Regions from separate parts of the Zea mays genome. Here region 2 is linked to region 1. A link is a contact called in public Hi-C data. All regions are on one chromosome and are shown on one strand. Each heading gives the region's core, a stretch centred on a gene start, on an enhancer-like site or on the middle of the called end of the contact. The rest is flanking DNA. Distances are from core to core; before and after follow the strand shown. Region 1 holds the start of LOC100502230. Region 2 holds the start of LOC100279308 (Mini-chromosome maintenance complex-binding protein).

Region 1 (3,862 bases), core at 1,042-3,541:
GAAGTGGCTCTTCGACAACGCTTCCCTTCTTCAGCCGTTTGGGGACAACCGGCATCTCATGGAGAGGAGAATGTCAGCCCTCAAGCCAGCAAGGAAGTGCCCAGGGACTTCGTCGCGTCGGATGAGCTATCACGTGCAAGCAGCCAAGAGCAAGGAACTATGGGCCGTCGTGTCCGCAGGCCGAATGGCCGTGTAATGGTGGAGTATGGGTCAATTAGCTGGGCCGTAACCTTGTAAGCAGTTATTAAAGGAAACGCTGGAGGCTGTGAACCATCATGCAAGAAAGAATATTCGCCTATCATCTCTCTGTTCCGCTGCTGGTAGCTGACAGCCAAAAGGCTCCCTCCCTAGATCGGACCGCCTCCCAGAATACCGCTCTACAGCTCTGCCAAACCTAAACAAAGGGCAAAACAGAGAAAGGGTTTTGCGAGTCAGTTCAGCACTCGAAGAATTCGTCGTTCCCACTTCCCACTTCACTTCAGCAAACCAACAATGAGCACGAACTGAGAGAATAAAGAAGGGAACACCGTGATAGCTAGCTCCTTACATCACACAGCACAAATTGACGAGTAACTCCGCAGTGCAAAGTAACTACAGAGCACAAGCTCTCCTCGAACTATGTAGAGTTTCGACTTCCTCCTACCATCCGCTCATCCAGATAGAAACTCACTCATGTCGTCAGGACAACACACCGAGAAGCAGCAGCTTCAAGTCAAGAGTTTCGACATACTTCCCAAGTCCCAACATCCAGGACAACAACCACTTCAACTCATCACGCTGTCATCACCATGGGCCGGGGCCGCCTGTGGCCCTGCAGGAGCAGCCGGAGCTGCTGGTACCCGTGGCGGTAGTGGTCGAGCGAGAAGCACAGCTGCCTGATCGCCTCGCGCTTCCCCTCCGCGCTGTCTGCCACCATGAGCCTCTGCCTCTCGACCTCCACCTCGAGCTCGCGCACGCGTGAGCGCAGGCCCGACGCGTCTTCCCGCGCGGCGTCCGCCGCTCCGATCAGCTCGACGTGCTCCAGGTGCAGCTGGTGCAGGTGGCGGTCCGTCTCCTTCAGCTTCTCGTCGCGAACGGCGACATCGGTCAGCAGAGCGGACGCCTTGTTCTCGACTGCGGCCTTCTCCGAAGACAGCAGCTCCAGCTGCGTCTTGAGACGGGCGATGGCTTGGTTCAGCTCGGATACCTGTTTCTCGCTCTCGAGGATTGCTTCTGCTCTCTCCGCGTGAAGCTGTTCGAGCTGCGCCTCTGTGGCTTTCAGCTTGCCGTCGAGGGAAGCGACCAGGGAGTTTAGGTCGCTGGTTGCCTGCTCCGCATCCTTCATACGATTCTCAAGTTCTGCTTTCTCTTGAAGAACTTGATTCAGGTTCTTAATTGTAGTTTGTAGCTCCATACTAGCCTCAGCTCTTGAATCCTCTAACTGCCTACGAACTTGCTCCAGCTCCATAGCACGTTCCTCAAGTACACTCTTCTCGTTTGAGTCATTTTCCAATCTTTCTTGCAGATCCTTGATTATTTCTTGTAGCTTTATAATCTCAGCAGAAGAGTCATCTAAATCATTAGAAGTCTGTTCAAGTTCCTTTAGCTGGGCCTCAAGCTGCAATTTCTCATCAGCAACTTTTGTTAGGTTCTCTTCAAAACTCTTAACAACTTCCTGGAGCCTTTGGATTTCAGATTCGAGAGTGGATTTCTCATGGAAATACTTTTCAGAAACTTGCTCAGCCTCCTGCTTGCACTTCTCAATCTCATGGTCACGGTGCACTAGTTGGGCTTCAAAATGTTTAGCTGCCGAGACCATGTCTCCTTTTAGATCCTCGACCTCATTCTTGCTTGCCAGAATTGCAGCTACCAGATCTTCCTTTTCATTGCTAACTTGTTTGAGACTCTCTTCAAGTTTCTCACACTGGCAGTGCATGTTCTTTACCTCAAGCGCCTCAATTTGTTGCCTTGCTTCCTGAAGCTCATCTTCCAGCTCAGCAATCCGTTCATCACTTATATAAGAAATCCCATTGCCATTTTCTTCACTTGCCTCGTCAACCTCTGAATCAGAATCTGAAGAAGAAGAAGATGATCCATCACTCTCCTTCTTGGAAATGTCTGAGCTCCCACCAGAACCAAGGAGCACATCACGCTTCGGTTTTGCTGTGTTCTGTTCCATGTTAGGCTCTGGACACGATGAAGTTGATTGTGTCTCGGAATCAGTTTCGGATATACCAGAGCCCTGAGACTGCAGCGCAAGACCCTTGCGCAATTCCCCAGTCACGTTATCATAGCGCTCAGCAAGAGCACGGTACATGCGATAGAAGTTCTCAACATGATTTACAAGCAAAGGCCTTCTTTGAAAATACATCTCAGCCTTCTTGGCAAAAGAATCACCTTCATCCTCTATGAGCTTCAGCATCTCTTTGACTTGCTTGTCCATCTCTACTCGTCAGAAAAGAAAAGGTCAGGAAAGTTTGTGCTATGGTATTATTATACTGCGGGATACATGAACATTGAACAAGTCACTGCAGATTGAACAAGTGTCGGTGCATACTGTCATTCAATAAAAAACAGAGTCGTTACCTTCCAAATTCTCAGCTAGCCATTTGGAGTTCTTTGGGCTAATATGGCTGTCCCACCACCATGAATGGGACTTTCTCGTTTGCATTCTATGCATGCGCTTCATTGTAACCAAAATAAGATCTCCTTGTAGTTGACCTGGTCATGATTGACAGTGAGCATAAGAACAAGTGTTCGATGTCACCACTAAAGAACTGTTAGAATGATGGAGACAGTAACAGGAAACAGCAACCAGTTACATCCACAGGAAACATTTTCAAAAGCTGTGCATGGCATGAGGTTAAGTATGATGGATCAACTTGCAATCATATAGGTAGGAAGCAGATCTTGTGCTGCCTACCTGTAGAGCTGAGCTGTACTGCATGCATATATTAGCGGAGGATGAAAAGGGTTCAGCATATCAGCCTCCAAAATGCAGGGACCAAAACATTGATTGGTTAACAAATAGATGGGAACGATCATATCTTTATCAACTATGACTTTATGTCTTTATCAGCTAACCAAACAGCGATGGGTTTCCAGAAAGCTCAGGACCAGAAAATTGATCAACGTCAGGAACCCAACATGGTTTTTTTTTTGGGGGGGGGGGGGGGGGGGGGGGGAGGGTAAAAATTCACTACCACGATACAATTGTACCTCGTTTTGAGTCATTGATGTGCGAAAGAACAGAAGTACATTCTTTTATGAGTAATGTAACAGCTTTCGACTAATGAGTACAGGCCATTTAGTGCTTATTGTACACAATTAGCTGCCATGAAAAAAAAATGATGAAATAGACATCTAGTTTGACACAGATCGCCTATCTCACAGACATATAAGTAAGGTGTTTTTAGATAATGATAAGTAAGGTTGTTGCGTTAACTACTATGCCTTCTCAAGGTAAACCTAAACAGGTTTGAGGTGGACTGATGTCTAATGGAGATGAAGTACCCTGATCACTTTGGCTCGAATATTAGTTGGGAAACTCATTCATGGAGCAGGCCGGGTATGGCTATGACTTGGCTATCACACACCACAGCACAAAAGATGTTGCAGCTACTTCCTACTTATCCCTTCAGTTCCTTGTTAGGTGAGAGCCTAATTCACGGCCAAGATGACAGAATTGTTCTGTCCCCACAGGCATCAGAAGTTCAGGAGTCAAGCTGAAACTTTTTAGAAAAGGGAATATATAATTGCAGCCGCTGCATGTAAATATGTATGAAGTTGTCCAACATACAACGCTTAACAAAGGTACTCTCAACAGCACAAACATAACAAGAATAATCCCAAGAGCACAGACATAACTGCTATTCCAAGGCAG
Region 2 (3,702 bases), core at 997-3,496, 210 kb before region 1:
ATATTTTTTATTAGTCAGTGGGCAAAAGCTGGTTAAAGTAGCAAATACACTACAGATGGCATGACAACAAAATTGTTAATATCTACCTCAACAACAGGCCTTGAAATAAAATCATGGAATGATAATTTTCTCCATACCAAACAGTGAAGACGTGGCACCTGTATAATCATTTCAAGGAATCAAAAGTTAAGGCAAAAACTAAGCAAAGGTACACTAACATTTTCCCATGTCATACATGACCTCAGGTATCATGTATATTCATACCTTGCTCGGAGGCAACTGAACTGTTACATCTTCGATGAGGTCTAACATTATATCATCTGGGTTGTCACTAGGAGCAGCAAGTTCTGGGTCAAATGTATATACGCCAATAAACTCAATAACATCATTTAATTTCACTTGACTATCAGGCATGTCATAGATCTGCAACAAAGATATAAAGGAGTCAATCATCAACAACATAACTGAAACAGAGATAAAGGAGTCGGTCATCAATAACATAACTGAACCAAAACCAAATAAATCTGATCATTTGTATTTCATTCACAAAATTCTAGGTCATCACCTTCACTAGACATGAAAAGGAGCTTCCAGGTATATGATGATCGCCTCCATTCATCTCTGGAATGGTTCCTGCCACTTCAGTTGAACTGGAAGAGACATGAACATCACCTTCCTTCTGCAAAGAGAATAGAGATTAAATCAGATTAATAGCCACTTCGTATAATTCAACATTAGAAGAAAAATAAGCAGATATGCATAACTAAATCAGATTTATCAACTGTCCTATTTTGTTATGATATCTGACTATATTCGGAGCAATTACAAGACAACATATTCAGGGTTATTGCTAGATGAAGCTCCCAAATAAAAAAACAAGCAAGAAACTGATACATATACATTTATGAAATTCTGGTGTACCCACATCAACATATAAGAAAGTATGAATATATGCTCCATGAGACAAACATGATCATTTAGTATTTACCGTTAATAATGTAACTGAAATCAAATAAATGTCAACTCTTACCGGCTTCTTGCAGAATGAAGAATTGCCATGGCCATTTTCTGAAACCTGTCAAAAGATAGAAATACAGCAAATGTCAACATTTCAACAGTGAGTATTAGGAATAGCAGCTGCATTTTATTTACAAGAAACATGTGAAAACATACATCCATGGCATCGTCATCTCCATCTCTCTTCCTTTTCTCTCTTAGTTCAGGTGCCAAACAGTTCGACATCCTGCAGACATCAGGTCCTGGTGAAGACTCCAGTGTCCAAGAATTTTGTCCAGGTGCCTGCAATAAACCAGTTACAAATCCTTGTGAATTCTCATTTCCATCTGCTGGTCTGTTGATAAAAAAACTTTTAGGGTTACGGAATGGAGAACAAATGCCATGGAAGCAGTAACATACAGGCACACAGTGGAAGAGATGGCGCTCCCAAAGATGTGAATCACAAGGATGCGGCATTGAGTACGGTGAGAAGTCAGTGTACTTGTTTGTCCTCCAAGTTGACCCATCCTACACATGATACAGTGCAAAAGCTTAGCAGGCACTAGTGGCAGTTTCCACAAGAGCTTATGAGCCTTAGTCCAGTACCTTGAAAGCACCAATGTAGTACTCATTCCCAAGCATATCCTGAACCATTCCCCGATACCGGACCAGGGTGTTCGGTTTGATCAATCCAAGATTTGACGAATCCAACACCGGAACCTGGAATTGATTTTGCTTTGGCATTAGAAGCCTCACTTACAAAAAAAAAACGATAAGAAAATGCGTACACCAGAAGGGAGACCCTTTACTCCTCCCCAAGTCCCCAGAATATGAAAACCCTAACACATGACCTTGTTTGTGCAGTGCATCCAAATTAAATGGGACACGATTTATGCAACTACTAGTCAATTTATATCTTGAATCGCCACCGCCCAATGGCCAGATCCATAGGCAAATCAGTGTCAAGTACCGGGGAAAAGAGAAAGGACAAGGACTGATCCTTCACCTTGCCAAGACCGTCTTGCTCGAAGAGGAAGGAGCGGAAGAGGTCACCGGCGCCCCAGTCTTTGCCACGGAACGCCGCCACAGGGTCAGCTCCTCCAGACTGCGCTGCAGCGGCGGCGGCCGTCCTCTCGAAGGTGGCGCGCACCGCGCCCAATGGGTTCCCGACGAGATCGTACTGCAGCCCCACCATCTCCCTTTCTCTCTCTCTTCTTCTTCTCTAGGGTTGTGGTTTGAGACTAGCGATGGCGAGGGAGGTGGGCAGGCGAGGGGGCGAGAGGGCTAGGGGCGGGGTGTTATAGCGACTGGGGGGGTTTGGCGCCATGGCGGCGGCGCTTCCCGCCGTTTCCTCCTAGCTTCCCGCCATCGCTCTTGGGCTTGGGCTAGATAAGTAAGTCCCTTGAGCCGGACTAGGCCCAGTTTTAAATGGGCTGTTGTCCACAATGTGTAGCCCATGAAGATCCAGTTTGTAAGTTCTTCTAAGCAATGACATGGGCCTAAAAAGGTATTTCCATCCCTGGAACACGCTTGTGGCAAGCAAAATGCTTCAACCGCTGATCCACGTTGAGAGTTGAGACTTCGTTGGACCGAAGCCGACAGGTGGGCCCCACAGTTCTGTCTTCGGCAAGCACCTCCCGCCCGCTCCTGACGCTAATCCACGTTGAGAGTTGCATCAGGTTGAGGCTTGCGGCTTTGAGAGCGGTGGAGAGGGGCAGAGCGCAGCGCCGAGTGGCCGTCAGCCCAGGTGGCTTTTGTTGAGAAACCCTAATGAAGGGTTATGTGGGCAAATACCGAATATAGCTCTGAGGGCTATCGCGTCTCTATATATAGAACATGTACCCCTCATATGGAATAGAGAAGAGAAAGAGGCCAGAGGCCCAACCATATATCCAGTGTCTCATGTGTTTTCTCTGTCGTGCTTATGGGAAGGGAGACGGGTCTTCTATAGCTTCTCGCGCCTCTACTGCTGACGGGAGGGAAGGGAGCGGATCTGGTGATCCGTGGTAACGTAGTTTTCAAACACGTTATCAGCACGCTCTACCTCGACGTTGCTGCGGATCTGATCTACGTCAACTCTCCGTCAAGCCGGCAGGTCCTCCGGCCTAGCCGAACTGTCCTACGCGATAGACTTCGATTCCTCCGTATAATCGAGTGGTAAAAGATCTGGAACTTCTCATCCATTCTTCTTGTGTTGATCTCGTGAATCATGAACACGTGACAAATCAAATGTATGGACCGAGCGTCGGAGCCTCGTCGGGCCTGCGCTCACGCCGAAGGAATACGCCCAGTAAGCGTCGCGTTGGTGCACTCGTACCCCGAGGGCTATGTTCTCTTCCACGCTTACCACGCCCACCAACAGAGACCGGTGATGGCCTGGCGCATGTGGCAGCCTGCATGCTAGCCATGCTTTCAGTGTCATTCTCAGATCTTCCTTTGACCGTGTGAGACGAGCGGCCAACAGCTCCTACGCGAAAAATGGATCTCACTATCTAACAGTTGCCCAGGAGGCGATTGTGCATGCACATGGGGCCTGTGTTCCTTGACCGTGAGTCTGTGAGACCATTTATTTCCTCGCCATTTTGTTTGGATAAGAACAAATCGCGTGAATTTGTGAGCAGTTGAGCTAGACCTATTCATGCGGCAGGATCCAACAAAAGAAAAATGCCCGGTCAAAGTGGCTGCCACTTGAGTGCGTTGTGCATG

What was found. Hi-C and Micro-C count contacts between places; a contact is called where the count stands out from the background.
Region 2: a Hi-C map of tassel shows a contact between it and region 1, with 3 times the contacts expected there. The contact joins the promoter of LOC100279308 here to the promoter of LOC100502230 in region 1. A contact is called at or near these places in 2 of 25 Hi-C or Micro-C datasets (ear and tassel).

Annotation. Positions count from the first base shown.
Region 1 is chr3:13,432,636-13,436,497 of Zm-B73-REFERENCE-NAM-5.0, reverse strand. It overlaps LOC100502230, which reads right to left and starts at 2,291. Exons shown (of 1, transcript NM_001196707.2): 1 at 438-2,291. The coding sequence starts at 2,158. The coding sequence ends at 773.
Region 2 is chr3:13,644,449-13,648,150 of Zm-B73-REFERENCE-NAM-5.0, reverse strand. LOC100279308 (Mini-chromosome maintenance complex-binding protein) reads right to left here and starts at 2,246. Exons shown (of 14, transcript NM_001152329.1): 1 at 2,003-2,246; 2 at 1,603-1,716; 3 at 1,417-1,524; 4 at 1,174-1,299; 5 at 1,031-1,075; 6 at 566-679; 7 at 265-423; 8 at 87-158. The coding sequence starts at 2,191.